Linked DNA regions of Mus musculus: region 1 is linked to region 2. The links are chromatin contacts, called in public HiChIP or PLAC-seq maps. All regions are on one chromosome and are shown on one strand. Each heading gives the region's core, a stretch centred on a gene start, on an enhancer-like site or on the middle of the called end of the contact. The rest is flanking DNA. Distances are from core to core; before and after follow the strand shown.

Region 1 (6,337 bases), core at 2,595-5,094, 140 kb before region 2:
TGGAGATTCTTGGGCATCAGATGCTGGCAGCAGGGCCTACAGGTCTGTACACTGCAATCCCTTTCACTGACTCTCAGGTGCACTAGATAAAAGTTGCTCATGGCGAGGAGGCACGTGGATTATACTGCTGGAACTGAGTGCAATCTTTTCTAACTGACACACCCTCTCCCTGCCAATGTTTACCTGCTGTTTCCTTCCCAGTCACATCTGTCCTTTGGGATCATCCTCTTCAGGACAACTGTTGATAATGCCCTGTGGCTCAGCACTACTGACTTCTAAATAAACTAAATACAGCCATCACTTCCCACACTCGTGAGAAGATCCTATCTGTGATGTGTAGGTTTCCCCTTGTATGTGTCTTTCTCCCTCAAGAATAATGTGATATATTTAAATGGTTTTTAGCTATGTATTTATCCCTCTGAAGTCTTAACCCACAGAATTTTGACAGTTTCAAAAGCTAGTGTTTGCCTGGGAGTGAACATCTGTCTTCTCTCTACAAAGAAAGTCCTATGAGTCATACCAGAAAAGCCAGGATTGAGCTAGTTCTCAAGAGACCAACGGCGGGTTGTGTGACCTGATGCAAGTCACTTAAGACTTCAAGACTTCAGTTTCTTCACCGGTGAAACGAAAGTTCCAAAATGGTGGTCTCTAAGATCCACTGCCAAGAGATCTTTCTGTAGTTTTCCCCCAAAGCAGACCAGGGCCTTGAGACCACAGGAGAAAGGTTTAATGTAGCAGACAGTTCTGAGTACCTTGCTTCATCCCATCCAAGAGAAGACCTCATAACTAGGCAGTTATATTTGGGGTAAAAAAATATTTCAATGACAAACTACTTACTACATTTCAAAACAGAGAGTTACTAAAATCATCTTGAGAGGTTAAAATGCTTCATGTTGCTGAGAATAAGACAATTACTTGCTTGACAGTAATATATTTTTACAAAGTCATTTCCTTAAAGAACAGAGATAACGAACATCTCTAAGCCCTTCACAGGGAATCCTGCGCAGCTACCCTATTTGATGTGACTTACAAAAGATGCACTGGCTGGGGAGCTTTGGGGATCCAGTTGGTGTCTCCTTATGTTACCTTTTCTGAAGGTCTGTTTCTCTAGGGAAATGTTTAAGCGATACAAAAAGAAGTAATATTAAGCTCCTAAACAAAGGAAGCAGTATCAATTTGGGGAGGGACGGGGGTACAACTAATGCCAGACTCACATGCTAAGTCTGCAATATCATATTCAAGCAGTTCCAGCTGTTTGAAGCTGAAAATTCATTGGACCCCACCAACCCTTCCCAAACAGTAAAACCAACTTCTACTCTGAAGAAATTCTATAGGTTTTTCTAATTGTTCATAGATACATTTTATTCAGTAGATACTTATTGATCACCTCTCATACTCTCTAGGCGCTATGGTGGGAACTTGGGCATTAGGTGTGATGCCAAGACACAGGCTGCTTACATTTCTTAGGTGGAAAATGGTAGAACAGGCCACTTGACAGGCAGTTCTATCACTAGATATAATGGGAATTCAAAAAAAAAGTTTAATTGAATCAACTTTTAACCTTCTACAAGAAATGACAGACTACCAAATTTGGGTTTTAAAGTAAAAGGAAACAAACATAACTTTCCTGCCATGAAAGATAAATGTAATGAAGTGGAATACACTGGCATTCACAGCTCTCCAGAGATGTACATGGATATGTTACTATAAGATGCAATAGTTTCCTCAAACTGTTTTGCAGTACAGTTAACTGTGGAAAATGGGCTTTTGCCTTTCCAAATCCATATATACGCAAGATGAATAAAGTCCAGCATTCATCCAATAGAAACGTAATTCTGTGTGCCAGCACCACGCCTGGCCCTGGGAAACACAGGTGGAGAAGCATGGCTCTGTCCCCATGGAATTCAGAGTGTAATAGAAGAGACAGCTACATAAATGAATCATTCCACAGTATGTGGATGGCAATTGCTTTTAAGATCATATAATCGCAGCACTGAGGAGGCAATAGGCAGAGGGGAACCCAGGTAGGGTGGGCATGGGGTAGTACAACAGTTGGGATGTATAGCTGGGGCGGAGGGGGGGGCATGAGCCTAACAAAAGCCCTTCTCTAATTTCAAAAGTGAACGAGAAAGAGATGAAAGAACTGGAGTTCAAGGTCGACTGGGCTATGATATTACCACGCTCAGGAAAGGTCAATGTGTTTTGGGAAAGGCAAGCAGAGGATGACTACTCTTCTTATTAACAAGGGCACTGAGGAAGGCTTCATAAAAGAGGTGGGAGTTGAGGTGGCTCATCGGTTCATACTCTGGAAGGTTCTATTTACACAGCAGACATAAATTATTTCAGCTCTAAAGAGGTGATTTTAAACTGTCCTTAAATCACTTTAAAGTCTTCGCAGAGAAACTGCAATAAGCAAATATATTTTCTGTAGAAAGAACCCACCCAAACACCTTGACATTTTCATTCCACATACTTCACACATGGTATCTCTTATGTCTGGGAAAGTAGACTAGGAAATGGTTCAAATACCCAAGGGCCTCTAAGCATATATGCTGGAAAGTATACCTAATTTCCAAAAAAAAGGGTCGAATTGCAGAGTACGCCTTGATTGGAAAACAAGCTGCTCGCTTCTGGGGATGGAGCAGATGCTGGAGGTGAGGCATCCATCCAGGGAGTTCAGAGCACCTCCGCTGTCACAAGAGTCACTGCACAGCCTCTTCTTCAGCTCAGCAATCGAGACTGATGGAGGTGTCGCAACATAAAACCCTTCTCATTTGCCTAGAACTCTTCTGACTGCGACTCACAATAAAGCCTGTGATGATGTAGGCGGACAGAACACAGATTAGTCCATAAGGATAGCAAGACATTTGCAATTATCCAGAGTTCCCCTCCCCCCGCCACACAAAAGAGCAAAGTGATTACCCAGAAAAAGACAATAAATGACAACAACAACAAAAAAAGGCAGTAAATGCATTAGGAATTAAGGCTGGATAGAGCTTGATAGACAAGGAAAGGACTAAGGATGAATATGAATATTTATAGTCTAATGAACATATTTTTGTTGTTACTATAGGGAACAACAACATTAGCATAAAGAAACTACATGACTACAAAACACAGGTGTATATAATGCAGCCACCATTTATTCATAATTATTATGTCAAAGTCAGAAAATCCCTGGGAAAACATCTGAATTATTATGAGTTATTATGCTGCTGTGACTCCATTGTTAGTTTACAACTACTTTGAAAACTCTATTTTCATTTGCCCTCATGAGACCCCTGGGGCCTACTATATTTCTTACACCTTTTAAATGACTCTGAGAACGGGCTTCTTTAGAAGTAGAAGGATTCACTGTCCTTTTGCTTTGCCTTGCTGAGACAAGGCTTGGTTATGTTATCATGAACTCCTAGGCCCTCCTGCCTCAGCCATCTCAGCCTTAGGACCAAAGGCATAAGCCACCACGCATGTCTAGAAATGGAGTCCTAAGAACAACCTACCACTGAATTTCATGGCAGAATACATGATGTTTAATGTTAATTTACTTGTCACACAAAAAGGAATTTGCCTTCAAAAATCACATCCCTTAAATACACCTAGAAATTGGGCAATACCCCTTTCAGGAATATCTAGTCTACTTGGAAACCCGAAAGAGCTGAAGTTAAACTGCACAGATTATTCCTAAAAGCCCGGATATGAACATGTTAACCAAGCACTCCGCCTCTGCTCAGCTTGCCAACACGGTAACTTTACTCATGAAGCCCGGTTCCAAGAGCTATCAGATTCCATTCACATTATACAGGCCACTGTGAATCACACTGCCAGCTACTTAGAAACAACGGCCTGTGCTTTTTCCATTGCATCTGGTCTTCCAGCTCTCATGGAAACAAGTGCTGCCACGGCCCCTTGATGAGCCAGCAGAGCCCAGTCATCTGGCAGCAGCGACTGGCCTCTGGCATCTAAGAACACCAACCAGAGAAAATGAGGGGATTAAAAAGGAGAAGTAACAGAAGACAATCAATTTCTCACTCCCTGACGGCCTGCGATTCCAAGGGCCTGATGTAGAACTGACTTTGTTCTGAATGCTATGTACATGAATGAACAACACAGGCCTAGATTTAGACCGTTTTTCTCGTGTGCCTGGGATGAGGTTCAGCGATGTTCCCGCTGGCCCGAGTGCTTCTCAAAGCACACGATTCATTGATGTAATACGCTAAGGAGGATGCATTTCTCATCCCAATATGACATTGTGTGGGAAAATTTAGCTTTGTCACCTGTTTTCCATGAGAGCTTGAGAAAGTTGCATAATCTCTTTCAACTGTACATCCATCTCATCTTTGAAATGAGAATAAGACAACCTGACTTTCCCCTTTAGTATTACAGAATTTCAAGGGCTATTCATCATTAAAAAAGAACATCAGCAAGAACAAAAAAGAAAAGAGAAAAGAAAAAGAAAAAAAAACTTGCAAACTCAGTGTACACCAAGAAGCTAGTCTACTCTTCCAACTTAGGAAAAATAACCTCTATGGCCTCAGAGAACAAAGCCGTCAGCATCTAAGTGCGAAACTGTCTTGTACACAGAGGCCTTCGTGTCTCATTAGAAATCAGAAGGTACCGCATCGCAGCAATCTGCTGTTGAAAAAAAGGGGGTTCCTAACACTCGTGCTCTGCCGTCAGGAATGCAGAGGCTTGACTTACTGTGATGACCCTGTTTCCTCAGTTGCCTCACGGAGCATCGGGAAGAACGGGAAAAACAAGGCTGAACCTACATCAGGCAGGATTTCTGGCTCCATTGAGACATTTCCAAAATGAAGGCACCACTTTTCATGTATACTTATTATAAGATGCACTTCCACTAAAAATTACACTTCTTCTAAATTGAGAAAAGGACTTCCACCTTTCAAACGTCTACTTGTGCCAGATAATATAACTATCATGGTACAGGTCCCCAGCCCACGGCCTACTAATCATGGAACCCAGGGAGTTAATGCATTGTTATGAGATACTCAGAACCTGCAGGAACACTGAGTCAGATCACAACAGGGCCAGCAGAGCTGGCTGTCCAAGAAGTGTAAATGAAACCCCACGCTGTTTCATGTGCGTAAAGGTCTTTTCAGTAAAACCTTTCAAATGCCACCAGGAGTTGATTATAATCCCACTTTTCAAAAGGTTAAATTGCTTACACGGATGTGGTTAATTTTCTTTTAGGGGAACAGGCAGTGTCTGGACATGCGATAAACTATGAGGAGACTGGCAGTGCAGAGGAGCCTCTGTTGTCATGTGTTTCCAGATATCATTTCTCAATGCTGGAATAATCTTTTAAGAAACAGAAGCGATCTATTTAAAAAAAAAAAAGTGCAACTTAGGCTGGCATGTTGGTGTTTTGCTTTTGGTGTGCTTTATTTACAAGGCACCTTGGATTTTGTTTCATTACTAATGTAAAAAGCCTATGTTCTTTTAATAAAATTTTCTGCACTATTCTATGATACAGACCAATTTATTTGGTCAATCCCATGTTGATGGTCTCCGCCCCTCCCCCAGTTCCTCTGCTATCCTACGAAATGGTATAATACTTATACTAATACCAGGAATATTATTTAAATGAGAGTAAAATGGAAAAAAAAACTCCTTAAGGTAGATTATTTAGTGAAAGGATACATACTTTTAAAGTTAATAAAATGTCCACAAAATATAAAACAATTTAGCATTCTATCAATAGTGTGGTACTAAACTTAAGCCAACTCAGACCTGAACAAAATTTAAGGATCTTCAATAATGTAATCAATGAATATTTATTTATTATCAAATGATATTTGAATTTTTAGCTCTATGAAAGAAGGTAGCATGTTTTTCAAAAGTTTAAAATACATTTGTTTTTATTTTTCTGTGATTTATCTCTAGTTTTTAACCAAGTTTTGGTCTAAGTTTGGTCATCATTTTTTTGCTTATTTGGAGATGTTCTTTATGCACTAGAAAAAGAAGTCCATGGTCTGTGATATTTTTTCCAGATTTTCATTTGCCATTTGACTCAGCTTATAATGGATTTTCTAGCTATACATTAATCTCCTTAAGCATTTGATTATATTGCATTTTATGGTGTGTAAGTTTTATATGTTGAAAAGCCTTTCTCACACAGAGATTTATTTTAAATGGTCTGACTCTCCCCCCCTAAAATACCTGATTATATTTTCTACAATTAAATAATTATTGCACTTTGCTATTTGAGGATAAGGCTCTCTGTCAGCATCCTACGTGAAAGACAGCACAATAGTGATTAACAGCAGGCTCCAGAACGAACGTGTTCTACACATAAAATGTGTGGTCTTTCTGAAGGTAA
Region 2 (6,618 bases), core at 1,413-3,912:
GCCCTCAACCCTCACACACAGCCTGAGATGGTCTCGGGGTCACTGTAGTTCTGGATGCATGAACTGAGGGAGGAGCAGAAGATCAATGAGAGACCCTAAAAAGTCTCATAAGGTGCAGTGGATTAGCAGGCAGGGCAGCCGTGAGCAGAACTCAGTTTGCCTATCTTGCCCCATACAAAATCAAGTCAAAACACTCCCCTTAAAGAACCAAATTTGCCAAAGACGTTTAGACTTCATGTCTAGCAGCACACGGACTGCATGGGAGGGTGTCGGGTAATTTATAGTCCACCAATCTACTCAGGCCACCAGTGAACCACACAGCTGAAAAAGTTCACCACGTCCAAAGTCAAACTCTGCGGGGATCAGAAGGGTACTCCTGAGGGGCTGCACTCGGACCTCATTATAACTCCGTGTTATTTTAATACTATTCCTTGGATTTTGCCCCACACACAATTCCCAAGTCACAGAAAGACCATGAACAGTGTCCAGATGTATAAAATGCAAAAATACTTTCCTCCTACATGTGGACTCCAAGATAAACACCACAAGAAGCACGTGTGACTCAACTTGGAGCTCGTTCCAAATTAAATACTGCATCATGTGCACAGTGTATGGCTTAAAAAACAAAACCCCACGAATATCCTCCACGGTTCACAAGCCAGGCTTGGGCAAGCACATGACCACACTGGAAGATGGAAACATGAATTGGAGAGCCGGGGTAAAGGGTGAGAACAGCCTCAGTCGGGACCTTTCCCAGAAAACTGTTGCTATTTTCAGGGAACATTGGTATAACATGGGACACAGATGAAAGGGGAAATCATAGTTTTCTGTTTGGTTGGGGGTTTATCCCACATACACACACTGATGACCCTGAATTCTAAAACGGCAAAGAGTTTAAAAGCCCTAAGTAAGCAAGCACAAACATCATTAAATACAGATATGCATGCACTGACTGAGGTAATGAATACTTAAATGTCGGGGGCCAGACCAGCTAGAACGCTTTTGACCTGGACAATGGGTCTGAGTGGAGTAATGGAAACCTGGGGCAGACACGGGACACAGACCGTGGGAAAGGTCTCTACCTCACTGGTGTTGTGTTTCCCAGATGACAACTCTCTCTTTCTTAATCTATCTCTTTCCACTCCTCACACTTACGGTTTTATTAACATGTTTCCTTCATTTGACTGTAACTTGGCTTCAAGAAAGTTACAGTAAAAAAGTGAATGGCTGAATAAAGTGGGAATGTAAGAGATGATAGTTTGGCTAAGCCAGCATCTCCAGTGCTTTCTCCTGCAACTTAACATAAGCAAAAGTTCTAAAACGATTCAAGTTGGAATATATTTAACCAGCAAAACACCATGACTTTAAAAAATAAAAATAAAACATTTGATAAATGCAAAAGAATACACACACACACACACACACACACACACACACACTGTGTAGGTTACAAGGCATGGCTATGAAATGCGTGCCTATGAACCTGCCAACTACTCTTTTAATTAGCACTTTTTCTGTCTAGAAAGCTATTAATGTAACTCAGTGGCATGCCAGGACCCTAGAGATAATTCCCAGCAATAAGAAAGGAAGATGGGGGGTGGGTGGAATATCTCTAATCTGATAATTTGCTGTGGACTAAAATTTTACATCTCTCCCAAAATTCTCTGTTGAAACCCTAATCTACAGAGTGATGGTATCTGTCTATGAAGCTTTGACAGTGCCTGGCTAGATTAGGTCTTGAAGGTGTAAATAACCATGCTGGAGACAGACACACCAAAGCACAATCACCAAGAAGTGACCTTCACCAAGCAAACAACACTGTCAGACGCTGGTCTCACACATTCAGTGACTAGAACATGCTGACGTGAATGTTGCTGCTTTCTACACAGCTGCTGCACTCCAGTAGCCCCAGAAGACGAGACACAACGGGGGCAGTAGAAGCCATCTTCCCACCAGGCAGCTGCCCGGTTGTCATCAGTATTCTGAATTTATGCCTTTTTATTAAAAAATTTCACTTTTGCCATTTAAAAAAATTTTTTGGTTTTATCCACAGCTACTGAGATTTCTTTTAAGGAATTTAGTATTCCTCTTATATTGTCAGTCTTGTGTCTGATAAGGGATTTTACACGGCATCTGTACTACAGACACACAACTATTTTACCATTTCTAAAGCTTATTTCCCAGGGCAATGTGACCCGTATCACATGCAGGGTACAGACATGTACCTAAAATAGGCTTGCTGTCGTTTCTCCCATGCTCCCTGTTGTCTCTGCTTCACACTGGAAAGAGGATTCTAAAAGAGAAAGCCTTCACTTCAACATGGGTTTTAAGTAATTGCCTCTGTTGTCTCAGCAAGTCTAAGTCCCTAAAGACAAGGAACATGGCTGACTTGCTCTCAGCTCACAGCAACCGGCTGAGTATTAAGTCAATGATTCTCAGCTAATCTCTCAATTTACAGCCCAACGCCCCAGATGCTTCACAGTTAGAGCTGATCAACAGCAAATACAGATCCTTTGATCACTGCTTTTCTTATCTAAGACACCTCTTCCTATCCCCAAGCCGTGTTTACAAATTATCTCCCTAGCCTGCAATCAATACAATAGCCTTCTCACCACCTCATAACACTAGATAAAATGCAGACAATTTCCTTAGTCACACACAGCTGACCTTTAGTCTGGACAAGCAAGTGCAGTTTAACAGGGTCTGAGCTATTTATTCTTAACCACAAGTGCCAACAGGACATAACAGCCAAAAAAAAAAAAAAACCAGAGGGGGGAGGGGTTCTGAAGACCAGCATCATCTACACAGCAGACTATACATAAACTGGTAAACTGGAAGAGACAGTCCTATGACTTGGCAGCCAAGAGTTCCACTATCATCTTAGCATCTTTACATTCTGTACTGAACAGTCTCCTGGGGGCTGTGTTCTAAAGGAAGCCTACACCCTCAATTATGTCAGCCTTATGCAACACTCAGTTACAAATTTCTCAAAGGAGCAAAAATGTCAGTTAGTGCCATTTCGAACTCTAAATAAGATTGCAGGAACCCCCTCCCAAAAAATCATTAGCATAAGCCTTCTCTGACTCATGCCTTCACTGCTCAAAGCACATGACTAAGATAACTAGAGGGCAATCTAAGATATCTTCCTGGGTGTGGACAGGCGTCAAAGAGAAAGTGCCAGAAGAGTTTAAGCAGGTCACAAGACTCCAATCAAAGGGATATCTGTCTGTCTTCCTCTTTTTCCCTCCCTTCCTCCATCCCTCTCTTATCTTATTTGATTTTGAGACAGGCTCTTGTTATATACCCCGGGCCTGTCTTATATCCACAATCCTCCTGCCTCAGCCCCAGGAGCTGCTGAGATGTTTTCCACCACCAGCTGAAGGATTGAAAATATGTATTTTAAAGAACTGCAGCACACAGATGGCTAGTACCTTTTCCTGTAACACAACTGAAAAGCCAGAGTCACAAGTCCACACTGACCATGCTGCTGGGCTAGCTGACGGGAAGCTCTTGAGGAAAAAGAACAACTTCTTCAACGGTCTGTTAACATTCAACTGCTAAGGAGAAAGAGAGAGAGAGAGAGAGAGAGAGAGAGAGAGAGAGCGCACTCGTTGTGCCTCTAACTAGCCCACCATGTTCAATCTTTATTTACCTCGATCAACATTAAACACATCCTGATTGCCAGTGTTTGAACATCAGGCTAAAGGTGTGGCAAGGGGACTAAGAACAGCAGCCTGACATACTACAAGAGAATAGCCAATGGGTGGGCACGCCACCATCTCTGTGTGCAGTTCCACACGCATCACAGCAATCCAGCTCTCAATGAAGAAACATCTCCGCTCACACCACGCCAGAGACACACTCCACTTTTTCCCACCTATCCCAGCCTGTTAAAATATGAACCTAAATGACAGTCCTGATACTCATCTGCTCCTATAGGAAAGGAACAGCAGCAGCAGCTATGATCCTCAACTCCTGTAAGGGAGTCTCTGAGGTTGACGCAACAGTGGTTCCTGCTAGAACCACTTTGTCCTTCTGAATGGTTTCACTTCTTAGCAACATTTCTAACAGTATCTCTTGCCTGTGCCACAAAAGGAGAAAACAGCCATTCTTTTTGTTTGTTTGTTTGTTTGTTTGCTTGCTTGCTTGCTTGCTTGTTTCAAGACAGGGTTTCTCTGTGTAGCCCAGGCTGTCCTGGAACTCACTCTGTAGACCACGCTGGCCTCGAACTCAGAAATCCACCTGCCTCTGCCTCCCAAGTGCTGGGATTAAAGGCGTGCACCATTACCGCCCGGCCAGCCATTCTTTTCTAACTGCCCCAATCCCTAGCATTCAGGATAATGGTGCTATGTGCTAGAGGTTACTAAGTTTCACTTAGTAGTTTCTGTTCATGTAGGCTCCTTATAATTGTGTTACATCCCAAACTCAGTAGAGACGACTGTTATCCTGTCTCTAACAACCTACTAATACAAGGTCAATCATTATATTTCTAATGCACCTTGTGTCAGCAAACAGGTTCTGTGAGGGTGTGTGAGATAGGGGGGCAATGGGGGGCCTATAATCAAATTACATTGTAAATGTATGAAATACTCAAAAGAAAAAATTTTTAAAACAAAGTAGTTCTAGTGAGATGGCTCAACAGGTAAAGGGGCTTGCTACTGAGATTGGTGATCTGAGTTCAGTCCCACCTACCCATATTAGAGGGAGACAATCCACTACAAAAAGTGGTCCTTTGACCTCCACTGTGCACAATGTCATGTGTAGGTACATGCACACATGTGCATGCTCACACACAGACAAACACGCATGCACACATTCAAAATGAATAAATGTAAAAATACTCTGTCAAAAGCAGAAAGATGGGAAAGATGATTATTTCATAAGAGGCTTGTATCTAATTTATAATGTGTTCTTAATAATGTAGACAACCAACTATAAATAAACAAAAATTTAAACATATTCTCAAAAATAAAAGATATACAAATGGCCAGTGAGCACATAAAATGACTGCCAATGTAAACAGAGCAGGCACTAGGAAATGCAAATAAAAACTACAATGAGATGACTACCTCATACCCACTAATAAGTTATGGTGGTAATCTTTTAGGCAACAGTAAGTGCTAATGAAGATGTGCAGAGATGAGACACTGCTTTAGTATTGGCAGGATTGCAATGGTTAAAGCCACTTTGGAAGATGACTTCACACATCCTCAAATGTTGAATACAGAAATTCTACTCCTGGATAGATAATCAAGAGAAATAAAAGCATGTCTGTGTGCAAAAGCTTGAACATGGATGTATATAATACCCCAAAAACAAATGTCAATCAATTGGTGAGTAGAGAAATAACATGAAGTCTGTTCGTACAACGGCATATCATTTTGTAATAAAAAAATGATCAGCCAGGCATGGTGGCGCATGCCTTTAATCCCAGCACTTGGGAGGCAAAGGCAGGCAGATTTATGAGTTCGAGGCCAGCCTGGTCTACAAAGTGAGTTCCAGGACAGCCAGGGCTATACAGAGAAACCCTGTTTCAAAAAAACAAAACAAAACAAAACAAAAAAAGATCAAGTACTGAGAGCATGCTACTACATAGACAAATTTTAAATTAACATTATGTTTAATGAAAGAAATCAATCACAGAAGACATGTTGTCTGGTTCCATTTTTGTGAATTTTCCAGAACAGGCAAATCTATAGAGACATAACTTGTTTGCAAAGGCTGTGGGGAGGTAAAAATGGAGACTTACCTGCTGTTGGGGCCTGGGCTGCTTTGGGCAGTAAGGAAAATTTGGCTTAGGGAGTAGTGACACCCGCACCATCTGTGACTATCCTTCACAATGCGATGACACACTCTGGTGAGGTGACTTCACATGCCATGTGAAGAATATCCCAATAAACTATGTTAGGGGCCGAGAGCTTAGTATTTGCTAAGCATGATTTCAATCCCCATCACGGCACCAACTGTGCATGGTGGTGCAGAACTGCGATCCCAGGCCTTGGGAAGGAAAGGCAGGAGAATCAACACTGCCTGGGTGGGATGTAAGAGAAACAAACAGACAAACAAAACAACAACAAAAAAAATCTCTACCTACTTTTAAACTTTCTGTTCTTTAAAGATTCCAAAGATTCTTTAAAGATTCCATTTTTGTTCTTTGGAAAATAGTATGCATTTAAGGGTCTGAAATGGTGTTTATTTCCTAATTTATATTTTTGAATATAATAACCCTGGCACTCAATGAATGCGTGTTTTGGGGGTTGTGGTTTGGTTCATTTTTGCTTTGCTTCGGTTCAGAAGGTGCCTCTCTTCCTGGTCTCTCCTTTGGCCTTTCTGAAAGGCCCAACCTGGCCTTGCACTTCTGGCAGCCTTCTTGCCTGAGGTGAGGACGAGGATGAACAAACCCTGATTCACACACACTCATCTCTGGTGTAGATGAGTTCAGCCACGGCAAAATGACTCTGTCATCTTTGCTTCTCGACTTGGTCTTGACTGAATCCATGGCCTGTCTTGTCAGTGTCACCAGCCCCCATTATTTCAGAAACAGACACCACCACCTAGACTACGTATGCGTGATGAAGCAACAGAACCCATATTAAAATGAAAACGAAATGTATTTAC

The links. HiChIP or PLAC-seq counts read pairs in DNA pulled down with a chosen protein or histone mark.
Region 1: an H3K27ac HiChIP or PLAC-seq map of the NIH/3T3 cell line shows a contact between it and region 2, with 4 times the contacts expected there. The contact joins two enhancer-like sites. A contact is called at or near these places in 2 of 15 datasets of contacts at CTCF or cohesin (the NIH/3T3 cell line and pro-B cells), 11 of 484 Hi-C or Micro-C datasets (the C2C12 cell line, the C3H10T1/2 cell line, the HL-1 cell line and 7 more) and 4 of 115 datasets of contacts at active chromatin or transcription factors (the NIH/3T3 cell line, astrocytes, fibro-adipogenic progenitors and 1 more).

Annotation. Positions count from the first base shown.
Region 1 is chr12:79,486,553-79,492,889 of GRCm38.p6, reverse strand. The region is part of intron 7 of Rad51b (RAD51 paralog B); the gene reads right to left. Among named protein-coding and RNA genes, the nearest start is that of Rad51b, 190 kb to the right of the region's middle. Within about 2 kb of position 3,844, at least 102 of the 459 cell types and tissues checked have an H3K27ac peak or open chromatin away from gene starts, as enhancers often do. A contact at or near this core is called in the C2C12 cell line, the HL-1 cell line, the NIH/3T3 cell line and 3 more, where this site is marked.
Region 2 is chr12:79,348,810-79,355,427 of GRCm38.p6, reverse strand. The region is part of intron 7 of Rad51b (RAD51 paralog B); the gene reads right to left. Among named protein-coding and RNA genes, the nearest start is that of Rad51b, 55 kb to the right of the region's middle. Within about 2 kb of position 2,662, at least 100 of the 459 cell types and tissues checked have an H3K27ac peak or open chromatin away from gene starts, as enhancers often do. A contact at or near this core is called in the C2C12 cell line, the HL-1 cell line, the NIH/3T3 cell line and 3 more, where this site is marked.